2 separate regions of the Oryctolagus cuniculus genome follow, and region 1 is linked to region 2. The links are chromatin contacts, called in public Hi-C maps. All regions are on one chromosome and are shown on one strand. The core of a region is the stretch at or near the end of the contact, and the rest is flanking DNA. Distances in the headings are between cores, read along the strand shown.

Region 1 (7,198 bases), core at 343-2,842, 130 kb after region 2:
CCTGTTCTCTATAACCGACGCCTGTCATGGTGCACTGCTTAGCCCACTGACCTTAGAATATACAACTTTACACATTTCTGAGTGTCTTGTTTCTTTTTTAAAGATTTATTTTATTTATTTGAAAGGCAGAGTTATAGAGAGAGGTAGAGCCAGAGCCAGAGAGAGAGAGAGGGAGAGAGAGAGAGAGAGGTCTTCCATCCGCTGGTTCACTCCCCGAATGACTGCTATGGCCAAAACTAAGCTGATCAAAAGCCAGGAGCCAGGAGTTTTTTCCAGTTCTCCCACGTGGGTGCAGGGGCCCAATGACCTGGGCCATCTTCCAGTGATTCCCCAGCCCATAGCAGAGAACTGAATCAGAAGTAGAGCATCTGGGATGCGAACCAGCGCCTATATGGGATGCCAGCACTGCAAGCCGGGGCTTTAACTTGCTGCGCCACAGCCCTGACCCCAAAGAGCTGCTAGTTTTTGTGGAAAACTAAGAATCACCACGAATGTTTTATAATTGCTCTGAGTGCGTTCATCGACTGGAGGGCATATGAAATCAGCTGTTTTTCCTCACGAATACTCGGAGAACACAATTTTGCAAGGCTTTCGGGATAGAAAAAGGCTCTAGAAATTCAAAAGTGCAAGTGATGCTGCCTTGTATGTGCAAGCATTTTTCCAAATTCAAATAATAACACAGGGATTGCTTTAAGAGAGATTCCGGTTGCCACTTCATTTCTTTTGGATTGTGGCATTTCAGAGCAAGGGTGACCCTGCCCAGCATCAAGTCAAACTCCCTCGTTCTACAGATAAGCGACTTCGGCTCAGGGAAGGTATGTGCTGGGCAGGACAAAGCAGGGACTGAAGCCCAGAACTCCTGCTCTCTCCCCTCACAGAGCAATTGCCAAGTGACGTCCCCATAAAATGTAATTTTAAACACATTTGGAAATGGAGGAAATAATACTACTCAAACAGTTGGAAGAAACAAAATCCAGAACATACGAGGGTGCATCCAAAGTTGGCGGGCTAGTGTTCGGCCTCGCAGTTAGTGCGCTGGCTAGGATGCCCGGCGTCCTGGACTGCAATGCCTGGGTTCATGTCTCACCTGGCTCCTGATTTTAGCTTCCTGACAGCGAAGACTCTGGGAGACAGTAAGTGACGGCTCAAGTAATTGGGTCCCTGGCACCCATGAGAGAGACCTGGACTGGGCTCCCAGCTCCTGGCCTTGGCCCTGGCTCAGCCCCAGCCAGGCATTTGGGGAGTGAACCAGTTGGACAGGAGCTCTCTGTATTTCTCTCTCTCTCTCTCTCTCTCTCTCTCTCTCTCTCTCTCTCTGTTTGTCTCAAAAAATGGATTAAAATTTTTTTGAAGTTGTGGAAAATGGAACAATTTTTGGTTCAAAAATGTTTGCAGTCCATGCATAGTTCTTCCTGATAGGCATTTTTCCGAGAACTTTCTGAAGACCCCTCGTCAATGTTGAGCACACTGCCTGCCATCTAACAGGAGTCCAGCAAGTGTTAGCTACCGCTGTGAACAATATGTACAAAACGCTGAACTGGAGTCAACATAAGAAAAGAGATGTACGATTCAGAATTCTGGCCTCCCTTCAGGGCTAATCCTCACGGGTAGACTGGGTTACCCATGCCTGACCTAGTGGCTCTGCCTGGGAGAACTGACAGCCCTCTCGCTTAGGCTGGACCCAAACCCAGGAAAGTGGTGTAGTCTTCTTATTGTGGAGAAAAAGAGTGATACAGTGGAAGGAGAAGAGCGTCTCAGAAGGCTGGAGGGTGGAGTCCCCAGGGGCCTGTGAAGGTGAGCAGAACTCATCTGTGCTGCATACATTTGGCACCGATGAAGACGCACGTGTCACTCTGGTCTGGGTGAACAGTATGTTCTCCCTGTGGGTAGACGGGACACAGCGCGTGGATGAGTGTTGGCCACCGCCATCCAGTGTGCTACAATCTGCAAGCTGAGGCTGAGGGGTAGAGTGGGGTCAGAAGTGGAACCAGACTTACTGGAATCTGGAAAGGTTGGCTGGCCAGACAGCTGACAGTCTGGGGACATGCCCAGGAGCCAGACCCAAAGCTCAGGGTGAGTCACCACGGGCGTGAGCTGCCCGGGGGCAGGGTGTCCCACAGGCTGTGCCAGGGGCAAATGGACACCAGGCTGCCCAGACAACCAGGGCCACACTGGGGTCAAGACTAAGAAGATAGTGAGCCAGAAATGAATTCAAGAGAGGGGCTGGAAACTGGAGGGAGTCAGGGGAGTGGTGAGACCCAGGCCAGGCCAGGGGCAGTTGGAGGGTGGGGGAGGAAGCGTGTCACTTCTGCTGCCCTCTGTCCCCTTTGTGCCCCCAGGCCTGCAGGTTGATGATTCAGACAGAATAGGAAGAAGAGTGAGCAGAAAGTGAAAAGAAAGGTTGGCTTTTGGTAGGATGGACACCTGGCTTGGCCAGCAGAGGGGAGTCTGACCAAGGCTAATCTGCAGAGGTTTCTGTGCACTAGAGAAAGGGGAGGAGGGGGCTTCACTCATGAGCTGCGTGTTATCTGCTGACCCTGAAATGTTGCTTTTTCTCAGGGGGCTGTCTCAGGTCTGCTTCTCTTCCCACCTGTACCCAGGGTCCATCAGAGGAGGCTTGGTTTTCAATAGTAACAAAAGACCCCAAAATCTCAGGACTTCTCACAGCCCAGTTAACTGAGCAACTTCTCTCTGTGTCACTGGCACTTTGATGTTTGTCATAGCAAGGGAGAAAGAGGCCATGGAGAACCGTGAGCCCCAAAGCTTCCGCTCAGAGGGCACTGACACACGTCATCTTCACTCAGTTCACTGGTCAAAACAAACCGTATGGCCAAGCCAGACCTCATCAGGGTATAAGATCTAACCCTTCCCCAGAGAGGAGCGATGAATATTTGTAACAATAACACATTCCAGCACATGACTGTACACGCCCCAGGGTATCTCAGGACTCCTGTGACTCCAGTAGCTGTCCCCAGGATCTCAGATCTTTTCCTCTGCACAGAAAGCCAAGTCCACATATCCCGTGGTCAGTCCGGCCATTCTTCCTGGTCACTTCAAACTGAGTGTAACCCACTTCATCTTCAACATTTCTGTTTCTTCTGAGTGGCCGCTGCCCATGGCATCAGACCACTGGTGATAGAAGCAGGCAGATAGGATTAAATCGATTAGATTTGTGAACTGGAGACCACGCCTTTGCCCTGCCCCCTCCCCCTCTCATGATCTCACACCCCTAGCTGACCTCACCTGTACACCCACTTGCCAATCAGACTAGGAAACCACTCCCCTTTGGAAGTGAATGAAAGGCCTGGAGCGCAGGGGGCCCTTCCCTTGTTGTCCTGCACCTCCAGGCCCACGGCCTTCTGGCCGCCCACCCTCTCCTTTCCTGCACGCACCACACTACCTGTGGCTGCTCCTGACTGCACACTTGTTCCACCTGGCTCCCTACCTACTCTCTGCCTGGTATGGACCCAACTTAGCTTCTAGACTTCTTTCTCCCCTAAATAAAGCCCTCACTTTCCTGCATATTTCTCTCATTGAGTAAATGCTAAAAACTGTACCATGCTGCCTGTTTCATTTATAAGCAGTTGATATTGGGCCAGCACCATGGTGCAGTAGGTTAATCCTCTGCCTGCAGCACCAGCATCCCATATGGGTGCCGGTTCAAGTCCTGGCTGCTCCACTTCCCATCCAGCTCTCTGCTATGGCCTGGGAAAGCAGTGTAGGATGGTCCAAGTGCTTGGGCCCCTGCACCCACATGGGAGACCCAAAGAAGCTCCTGGCTTCAGATCAGCGCAGCTCTGGCTATTGCAGCCATTTGGGGAGTGAACCAACGGAAGGAAGACCTTTCTCTCTGTCTCTCCCTCTCACTGTCTATAACTCTACCTCTCAAATAAATAAATAAAATCTTTAAAAAAAAATAAGCAGCTGGTATTTAGAATTCTTATATATGGGAAGAACACTTGAAATTTTGAGTAAAGGTCCCTGATTTCACTGGGAGTCACCTTCGCTTGCTCTCCTTCATCCTACAGACAGCCAGAAATCAAAAAGCCCTCTTGGCTGGCCCCCATGCGTGATTCTTGGCTATTTCTGCTTCTTTGGTTTCTCCTACCCCTGCGAATACAGGGCCTAGTATTTCTCATCAGTTCTCCTTGGGCAAGTTCTTATTCATCTCTGGGCCCCCATCATTTTATTCTTCAATTCATCCCACCCAACAGCCGGAGAGATCTTTCTCATTTGCAGCGCTGAAAAATACACTCTTCTGCTGCCGCTTCTGCTTGAACCTTCACACGGCCTCTAACTGTCCTGTGAATGCAGTGGTGAGAAGTCGGAAAAATTCTTCATCTGCCTCTCCAGCCTCAGCCTCACGGCTGTCTTACCACCACAGGTCAAAGATCACCTCGGTGCTTTGTCTCACGTGGAAGAAGAATTTCCAAGTGGACAAGGCAAAGAGAAAGATTATAGATTTTTTTAAAAGATTTATCCACCTATTTGAAAGGCAGAGTTACACAGAGTGAGGAGAGGCAGAGAGAGAGAGAGAGGTCTTCCATCCGATGGTTCACTCCCCAATTGACCACAATGGCTGTAGCTGCACCGATCCAAAGCCAGGAGCCAGGAGCTTTTTCCAGGTCTCCCACGTGGGTTCAGGGGCCCAAGGGCCTGGGACATCCTCTACTAGTTTCCCAGGCCACAGCAGGGAGCTGGATTGGAAGTGGAGCAGCTGGGACTTGAACAGGTGCCCATATGGGGTGCCAGCACTTCAGGCCAGGGCGCCAACCTGCTGCGCCACAGCGCTGGCCCCAGATTAAAGATTTAAAAGCAAGATTTATTTCAAGTCAGAGACCTTCAGCCAGAGTGGCTTGGGAAGAAACCTGAAGGGGCTGGTGGTACAGGAGTTTTTAAGCACAATTTTGGGGAAGAAATAAAAACTTGAGGAACAGGTTGATATTCAGTTTCAGGGCAAGGACAAAAATCCATCAAAAGACTGGATTTGCAGCCGAGGGGTAGGTTAGGTGACTTGTTTTACCATAAACTGGGAGCTCAGAAGGGTGGAATCGCTACTCCCTTGCTATCCTCATGGTAAAATTGGAAATTCCTAAGAAATAGGGCAGGCACTTTTGACCTTGCTAAAGGTGACTTTTGGGGAAAGCAAACATTTTGCACCCTAAATTTCAGCTGGGACCAACCTGACTGCCCATGAACCTGTCTGACTCCTCACACTCCCCCCTGCTGACATCACGGCCCCCAGCATCCTCCGTGACATGCAGTGCTGTCTCCTGCTTCCAGAAAGTGGCAGGTGCATCTCCTTCTGACCTAACTCTAACTGAGCCTCAGATCTCAGCCTGAGCATCCCCTCCCTTGGAAGCCTCCTCAGACCCCTCCCCAATCCAGTAAGGCTTCCTGTTAGGCTTGTGGGGAGCAACTCGGACTAGACTAAGTTACTGGAATTAAGACTTATTCTATGCATCTGCTCTCCCACAATATGGCGCTGGGAGAGGAGGCAACAGCTTCTACCCAGCTGCCTCTCACCAACTTGACAAGCTGCAGGAGCTGCTCCTGATTGGAGGAGAGCAGCGTACTCGGCGTGTGGGTAGCCGAGTTGGGATTGGTGGAAGAGGACTATAAAGGAGGAGAGAGACAACATGCACCAGGAACATCTAAGGGGAACATCTGAGGGAACACCTGTGCAGCCCCCGAGAGAGCCGGCCGGCGGTGTGCCGCTCCCCCGCGGAAGTGGGGAAAGTGGCAGGGGGAACCGCCCTTCCACGGAGGTGGAAGGGATGGCAGCCAACCCGGGAAGAACCAGCAGCAAACCCGGGGAGGGCCGAGCAGACAAAAGAACAGCGCAGGGTCCTGTGTCGTTCCTCCACGAAGACGGGGAGCGACAAGGCTCTTTACTGGCACCGTCATTTCTTTACCATGGCATAGATCACCGGGGACAGCCACCTAATAATGTGTCATCTGCCTTTGTCATTTGAGGAGGGTGACTACTTCCCATTGTACCCCCAGCAGAGCTCCTGTGGCATGACGGTGATGACTATTCAAAGAAAATTTGGAAACGTTCTGGCTTCTTTAAGGTTAAGAGGAGCAGAGAGAGAGAGAGAGACTAGTTTGGCTTAGGGCCAGAGGGCTGGTATAAATAGTGAAGTAAATCAGACTTCCGGAGAAAGGGACTGGAAAGGCAGAGTGCGGGAAGAAGTGAGGTGCACTAGACTGCAGTTTCTTTCTGGGACGTCTCTCCATTCCATTCACCACAGGACCCTGGAACAGGGATCAGCTGCCAATAAATACTTTGCAGAAGGGAGGGAGGAACAGATTGTGTTTCTTCAGCTGCGAGAGCAACGCTGGCTGACTTGAGCACAGAGCGGATTTGTTGGAAGGATATTGGTCGTTCGCAGAATCATCATAAAGCCCTGAGCAACAAGCCTGGAAGATGAGCAGCCACCAAGAGGTCAGGCAAGGGGACCATGGCCAAGGCCACGTCAGAGCAATGCCCCGCCAAGGGCACCACTTTGGCGTTGCTGCTGCCAGGGACAGCAGTGTCTGGCATAGGTCATTAGCTGGAGCGACACTGCCCTCCTCATGAGACAGCTGTCACTGGCCCTGGGACTGAGTCACAGTTCCGGACAGGAGAATCTGATTGGCTGAGCCGAGATGCATCGCTCCTTAGCTGCGGGAGAGCCGGAGAGAGTGAATCCCCGTCTCCTGTCAGCAGAGGGGGCCATGCTGCCACCTGTTTGAGGATTCCCCTAGGAAGGCAGTCATCCAGCCTCCGAACTCCCAGTGGCCGAGTAAATGCTTATTATAAAAGTGTAGTTCATTCAGAAAGGTCTCAAGTACCAGCTGTGAGTCCCCTCCAATTTCCCCAGCCTTGTTCCACCTCAAGAACTAACCATGATTACCAGCTGGGAATGTGTTCACCCACATTTCTTCAAGAAACTTCCTGGGCACAGGGCTAGTCCATGGTGCTTGTAAATTACATAGGAAGCTGGTAGTCTGATGGTTCTTACTGGAATCAAGTGGTCAAGACCTGACCCTTCGTGGTGTTGCTGGTGGCTCATGACTGGTGGTGGTGTGGGGAGGGGACCGCTTGCCCAGTAGAGTAAGTAGATGGTGCGCCATGCTCTATGTGCTGCAGGTTCTGTGTTCAGTGCATCTGGGGATTTCTTGCTTAGATTGATCAGGGATGAGATGGCACCTC
Region 2 (7,316 bases), core at 688-3,187:
AGGCTCTAAGAAACCTATTTGTGTTATATTACAACCACACATATAGCTGATACTCCTTTGACCAAATTTTTTCTTCTATTCTATTATTTTTCTGCTTGCTTCAGGTAAACCAAAACAACTAAATAAATCAGAAAAGACACAGGAAACACATTTTACATATAATTATCATCTACTTTCCTTTTAAATGAATGCTTAATTCTATATCAAAAGACTTGTCTCATAATAACTGATTTAAAATACATGGAATAGTGGCCAGTATTGCAGCATAGAGGGTTAAGCCGCTGCCTGCAGCGCCAGCATCCCATATGGGTGCTGGTTCAAGTCTCAGCTGCTCCACTTCTGATCCAGCTTCCTGCTAATATTCTTGGGAAAGAAGAGGAGGATGGCCCAAGTGCTTGGGCCCTGTCACTCACATGGGACACCTGGAAGAAGCTCCTGGCTTTGGCCTGCTCAGTGTCAGTCCTGGCCATTGCAGCCATTTGGGGAGTGAACCAGCAAATGCAAGATCAATCTTTCTCTCCCTCTCTCTGTAATTCCAATATAAATAAGTAAAATACATCTTTTTTAAAAAATACATGGAAATGGTGTTTCTTTTTAAATTTTATTTTTTATTTATATACAGAGAATATATTTCATACATAGCATTTTAAGCACACAATGTTGCTTCCCTCCAACCCTCCCTCCTCCTTCCTTCCTTTCTTTTTTCTTAAATTTTTGGAATAATATATTTTCAATTCATAAACACATGCATAATCCTCCACTATATAATAAATTCAACAGGTAGGAAGTAGAAAGACCACAGTTCTACAGGATTATAGATGAGGGCTATAAACCACAATTAAATCTTATGATGGAAATGATGTTTCTTTAAGAAAAAAGTAAAGTTTCATAATAAGACTATATCCACCATTAATATGATGTGAGTTTTTATATCTTTCAAAAAATTGTAATTGTGTATTATATTTACTGCAGCCCTGAACGGTGTTGATTTTTTATATACCATTCATCTCTAAAATATTTTCCTGAACCACAAAGCGGGGAGAAAACTGTCATCATTAGGAGTAGGACACTGGTAAGGAGGGAAATATGACAGATTCTGCAGCACATCCTGACCAGGACCAGAGAGAGCTGCTAGCCAGTCCTGAGCTGAAATGTTCTGAAATACATATTGCTCTTCTGTGTGCCCTACTTTTGCCGTTATTGATTAATAGTTCCTAATCCACTGGCTGACAAATCTGTAGCGACTGATAGAGCTGGACCTACAGTTAAGAAACAAAGGAAGAATATCAGCCAAAGTTTAGTTTAGGTTAAAAGATATCAAGGAAAAGGTAAGGGAATCTAAAAGAAGTGGCAGCAGGCAGTTGGACATCAGCTTGGAAACCTTTGGCTTGTGCAAGGGCTCCAGAAACAGCCGTACAGCCTGGAGAGGCTGACCTCTGTGCAGGACACTGGTCACGGGTTCGGAATGATCTCACAGGAGATGAGCAGTTGCCACTGTGTGAGGAATGCCGCATCTCAGAGATGGAAGCAATGGGCTCCCAGAGCTCTGACTGCCGCAAGCCAATCAGAGCCCTCATTCCAGGGAGGAAGCTGCACCAACCCCAGCACAAATTAAGAACAGCAGGATGTCACACATTTTCTTTCCAATTTCCACATCTTTGTTCTCCACACTCATTTGTTCAACTAGTGTCCACTAAGTATCCTTTGCCGAGCACTGAGAATACAGAGGCAAGAAGAATGGGACTCAGCTTGTAGGAAGCTCACAGTCCCGCAGGGGCAAAGTCTGGAACACTCTCCTTTGCCCTTCAAGATCCACTCTCCACTCTTCTCCACATTGCCCTGTGGCCCCTGGAGGCTGACTTATGGACTTCATGGAGGGCATCAAGTGGACTCCCTCGTCTTCTGGCTTCAGCTGGGCTCAGTCCATGGGAGTCCCAGCAGGAGGGGGTGGGAGGAGAGAAGGTGGACACTTTGATTGCCCTGACTCCTTCTCTACATATTGAAGCTGGACCATGGCTGTGCAGCCTCTTCCCAGAGCTGTCAGCCCGATTCCAGGCACCGTTCCTTGCTCTCACCTCCTCCAAGCCCAGAGCTGATAAATGCTCCCCACAGTGTAGCCTGCAAGTGCTTTGTCCCACCCACCTTGGTTGTCCTCAACCTGACCTGTAAACAGTCCCCTCATTAAATTTCATTAACTTTTCTTTCATTCATTTCCTGCACGTGATTCAAGGAGGCAAGCCAGGCAGCAAGGAAAATGTCCTGCATTGTCACCCATGCAATAGGGTGAGAAGGAAGGCATCGCCAGTGCTAAGTGGGGAGGTCAGGTGAGGCTGTGGTTTACGGTGTCCTGTTCCTATTCGCCTTTCAGTTGCACTTGAAGTTCCCCTAGGAAAGTGACGTGGACCCAGCTACATCATGTTCCAGCAACTGCAGTGGGAAAATCTGATGACAACCCCTGGAAGAAAGTTCAATGGCCATGTGATTGACTATGCAAACAAGCTCCATTCAGTTAAAAATAGTAGTTTACTCAACTTACATTGGTAAACCTCAAGGTTATGTAAGGCATTACCTACTTAAAATAGCACACAGAGCAAGCTTTCATCTCCTTTCTAGTTGGCTAAAATCAAAAATGGCTAATGGTTACTGAGTTTTCATTAATTACATATAGGATAGCATAGCATAGCAGTTATATATTGTATTATGTATATAGATGCATATGTAGAATTGTGTGCAGTAATTCCTTATTATGTCACCACAGAATAACATTATTTTCCATATTTTTTACAGCAGAGGGAACTGAGACTTAGAGAAATTGCGTGACTCACTCACATTCATATAAATAGTAAGCAGCAGAGTCAGCAGAGACTCCAAGCCCAACCACCTCCCTTCTTAGCCACTTGCTTCCTAACTTAAGTCTTTGCAGATGATATATTGGTGAAGGTGCCCCCTGGACACTATAACAGATAAACCCAAGTCCAGTGACTTCCCAGACAGAAGTTTCTCTTGCACTCATGAAGTCCAACTAGCAGAGTTGGATGTGAGGAGAGCCTGCTCCCCTTGGGCAGTCAAGGGCCCAGGTGGAGAGAGGCTCTGACCCAAACATGTACGTCCAGGGTGCACCTGAGTGTTGAAGTCCACGCGGCAGAAAAAAGAGAGAGAGAAGGAAGAGTCTTGTGGTTCAGGTCTGGAAATGCCAGACACAAATTCCATCTGTATTCCATTCACTAGCAACCCTTTGCATGTGTGGGAAATGGGGTCTACCTGGGTGTCTAGGAAGAAAGAGGATGGACAGGGAGTACGGAGGGACCCTCGCTGCTCCAGATCATAACTCCCCAGTGGGACCCAGGAGTTCTCGGCAACAGGATGCTTTTTCTGAATCTGACGACCTTGGAATTCAGAGGAAGGTCAAGCAAATTCCACAATATTCATTTTTACTTTCAATTAGGATTCAGTCAGAAGAACAGAAAACACTCTAGGTCTTTCAATCAATGATAATTGAATAAAAGAAAGTTATAGAGGGGCCAGCACTATGACTTAGTAGGTTAAGCCTCCGTCTGTGGCTCTGGCATCCCATATGGGTGCCGATTTGAGTCCCAGCTGCTGCTCTTGCAATCCAGCTCCCTGCTAATGCACCCGAGAAAGCAGTCGAAGAGGGCCCAAGTGCTTGGTTCCCTGCACCCACATGGGAGACCTGGAAGAAGCTCCCAGATCCAGGCTTCGGATTGGCCCAGCTCCGGCCATTGCGGCCATCTGGGGAGTGAACGGCATTGTCTCTCCCTCTCTCTATCTGTGCCTCTCAAATAAATAAATTGATTTAAAAAAAAAATAGTCATTTCCATGCCCAGGACCAGAAGGTCAACAGAATGAATGGTGTTAGAAGTCCCAAAGCTGAGACTTTTCAGTGTAAGGTGCACAGAAAGCAGAGATTAGGCGCACGAACAAGGCTCATGGAGGCTCCTGCCTGAGGCCTCAGCTCTTGCCCACCAGGGACAAAGGAACAGCTTGGGATGCATTCGTAGCTGTAGCATCCAGACAAGGTGGGCCCAGAGGTGGCGGTGGGCCGGCTTCTCAGCACCGGCAGCCGTGCGCAGGGAGTCCCGACTGGTTGGCCATGCCTGTGGTGCTTCTGATCGCCCTTGATTCTAAGCCTCGGCCTTCAGTGTTCCCCTTGATGCCTGAGCTATTCATTGTTTAACTTAATGGTTCACTTCTGTTACTTCAACCCAATGACTCACAGTTACCAATCCTTCAGCCCACTTGATCCTTGGTCATTCTTTCCACCTGACCGCAAATTTCAGCCTTTCTCATTCACTCTGCACCCCCTTCCTTGTTCCCAAAGCCTGGCTTTGGACAAAGGCCAGAAGGAAAAATATCACACCCTACAGGCTGGAACAAATTCAGAAACTCAACCATGCAACCTTAGCCACAGTCCTTCCAGGAATACTTGGCTGCCTATCCCGCCTTCTAAAGGCTACTTCAAGTCCCAGGCTTTCTCCTCAAGTTTCCTCTCCACCATCTCCTGCCCTGCTCCTTCCCAAGAACTTGCCACCAACAACTCAACCCCCTGCTTCGCAGAGGAAACAGAGACCAAGAGACAAACTCAACTGAAAACGGTCAGTGCATGAACGACTGCGGCTGCACTCGGCACACGACTGCTCCCTGTGCTTCTTGGTTCCACCTTGAAGGAGTCTCCACTGAAACAATGACAGTATCTACACGTATGCCAATGTGTGTTTTCAGCCTAGGGAGTGTATCGAAATGTATGTGTGTGTTGTGTGGGTCCATAGATAAATTGTGTGACAAACTTTGTCCTTTCATTGGAAAATTTTCCCTTTTATTTATTTATCTAGTACTATAAATGGAGCAGTTATATTTGTGCTGCTGCAACTGATGCTGTTTCTTTTGAGTTTGTTTCTTTAGGGTATGTCTTCAAAATAGAATTACCGGATTAAAGAGTATGAAGACTTTTTATAGAGACTCCTACATACTGTAAAAACTCTCCAGAAAGATCTAAGCTTCCTACAATGGGAACTCATACTTTTCCCATTGTGACCATGTAATCTATTTCTATTAAGTGGGCCGCCTAATTTCATATTGTGTTTTTCTATTGGTTCATAGACCCTTTTTCCATGAGACAACGTGGGTCACTCTTAATTGCCTACTGAATAAATTTGACCTGTTGATTCTTATATTCCTGTGCCTTCTAGGTTTGAATAGTTAACTTTTATCAGATGTTGCTATTACATTTTTTCCTTTATTTTCTTTATTTCTCTCAATGTGTAGTTCATTGCATATATACACATTTTAGTCTGACTTGACGTATTTGATCATATGCACTATATCTGGTCATAGCCTACTCTACTTAATGTCTTTGAAAGACATTTCTGTTACTGAGAAAAAATTTAAAAGACTTTTTTCAAAAGTTTTTTCTTTAATAGATTGTTAATGACTATTTAAATCTTGGATCCTTCTGGTATTTAGTAAGATGCTGATTCAAGTTAATTTTCCTCCATACTGCTCTCTGCTTAACAATATTTTTAAATCTCTTTTTAAAGTAGAAATTTATTCACTTATTTGAAAGTCAGAGTTACAGAGAGACAGGAAGACAGAGAGAGGAAGATCCACTGGTTCACTCCCCAAATGGCTGCAGTGGCTGGGGCTGGGCCAGTCCGAAGCCAGGAGCCAGGAGCTTCTTCCGGGGCTTCCCATGTGGATGTAGGGGCCCAAGGACCTGTGTCATCTTCTACTGCTTTCCCAGGCCATAGCAGAGAGCTGGATGGGAAATGGAGCAGCCAGGACTCGGACCAGCACCCATATGGGATGCTGGCACTGCAGGCGGCAGCTTTACCCGCTACGCCACAGCACCAGCCTCAGTAATATTTTTTAGCATTCATTTGTCCTCTACCCCAACTCCCAGCATTTTTTAAAAAACTCCTGAGAATGATGTTTCAACCCAATATTGTTCATTGTACAGGCAGAGAAGTGCATCACTGTAGGAGGCTAATGGAGATAGTTCAAACCTTCAAACTCTCCTCTGAGAAGCTGAGGTTTCTGACTTCAGAAAACCATCTGCGAGCAGGCATTTGGCACCATGATGACTGAAACACTGCTTGGGACACCCTCTTCCCCTATCAGGACGCTTGGCTGCAAGTCTCAGCTCCAGTCCTGACCCCAGCTTCCTGTTCATGTGCACTTTGGAAGGGATCAAGCAGCTGGGTCCCTGCCACCATGCGGGAGACCTGGATTGAGTTCTAGCCTCCAGCCTTCAGCCTGGGTCAACCCCATCTATTGCAGGTGTTTGGGGGTGTGAACAAGATGGGGGCTCCCTCTCCCTCTTTCTTTCTGTCTCTACCTCCCTATGGGTATGTCTCTTTCTCTTTCTCTCTGCCTTTTTTTTTTTTTTTTTTTTTTTTTTTTTTTTTTTTTGACAGGCAGAGTGGATAGTGAGAGAGAGAGAGACAGAGAGAAAGGTCTTCCTTTGCTGTTGGTTCACCCTCCAATGGCCGCCGCGGCCGGCACACCGCGCCGATCTGAAGCCAGGAGCCAGGTGCTTCTCCTGGTCTCCCATGGGGTGCAGGGCCCAAGCACTTGGGCCATCCTCCACTGCACTCCCGGGCCATAGCAGAGAGCTGGCCTGGAAGAGGGGCAACTGGGACAGAATCCGGTGCCCCAACCGGGACTAGAACCCGGTGTGCCGGCACCACAAGGCGGAGGATTAGCCTAGTGAGCCACGACGCCGGCCTCTCTGCCTTTCAAAATAAATAAACAAGTAATTTTAAAAAAACTAATGAGTGCATAGAAAGGGCTAAAGGAGACTTAAAATCTATTTTGTCCCACCCTTCCCTCCTACTACAAATGAGGAAACTGAGGCACTAAAGAATTAAGGGGGGGGGGCATGCCATGGCCTAGCAGATAAAGCCGCCACCTACAGAGCCAGCATCCCATATGGGCACCAGTTCAAGTCCCGGCTGCTCCACTTCTGATCCAGCTCTCTGCTATGGCTTGGGAATGCAGCAGAAGATGGCCCAAGTCCTTGGGCTCCTGCACCCAGGTGGGAGACCCAGAAGAAGCTTCTGGTTTCTGGCTTCAGATCAGCACAGCTCTGGCTGTTGCAGCCATTTGGGGAGTGAACCATCAGATGGAGGATCTCTCTCTCTCTCTCTCTCTGCCTTTCAAATAAAGAAATAAATCTTTAAAAAAGAATTAAACATGGTGCAGATACTCTGCTCAGGATGTGAGAAAATATGGAGATTTAAATCATGTAGCTAGAAATTAAGGAGATGGATTTCAGATGAAAATGCATATATGCATAACAA

Evidence for each region. A called contact is a pair of places that touch in the nucleus more often than the background predicts.
Region 1: a contact with region 2 is called in a Hi-C map of psoas muscle, with 3 times the contacts expected there. The contact joins two enhancer-like sites. A contact is called at or near these places in 2 of 6 Hi-C or Micro-C datasets (psoas muscle and an unstated tissue).

Annotation. Positions count from the first base shown.
Region 1 is chr2:31,990,954-31,998,151 of mOryCun1.1, forward strand. All of the region lies in intron 2 of TBC1D1 (TBC1 domain family member 1), which reads left to right. Among named protein-coding and RNA genes, the nearest start is that of TBC1D1, 46 kb to the left of the region's middle. Within about 2 kb of position 1,593, at least 2 of the 8 cell types and tissues checked have an H3K27ac peak or open chromatin away from gene starts, as enhancers often do.
Region 2 is chr2:31,861,479-31,868,794 of mOryCun1.1, forward strand. No RefSeq gene overlaps it. Among named protein-coding and RNA genes, the nearest start is that of PGM2, 18 kb to the right of the region's middle. Within about 2 kb of position 1,938, at least 2 of the 8 cell types and tissues checked have an H3K27ac peak or open chromatin away from gene starts, as enhancers often do.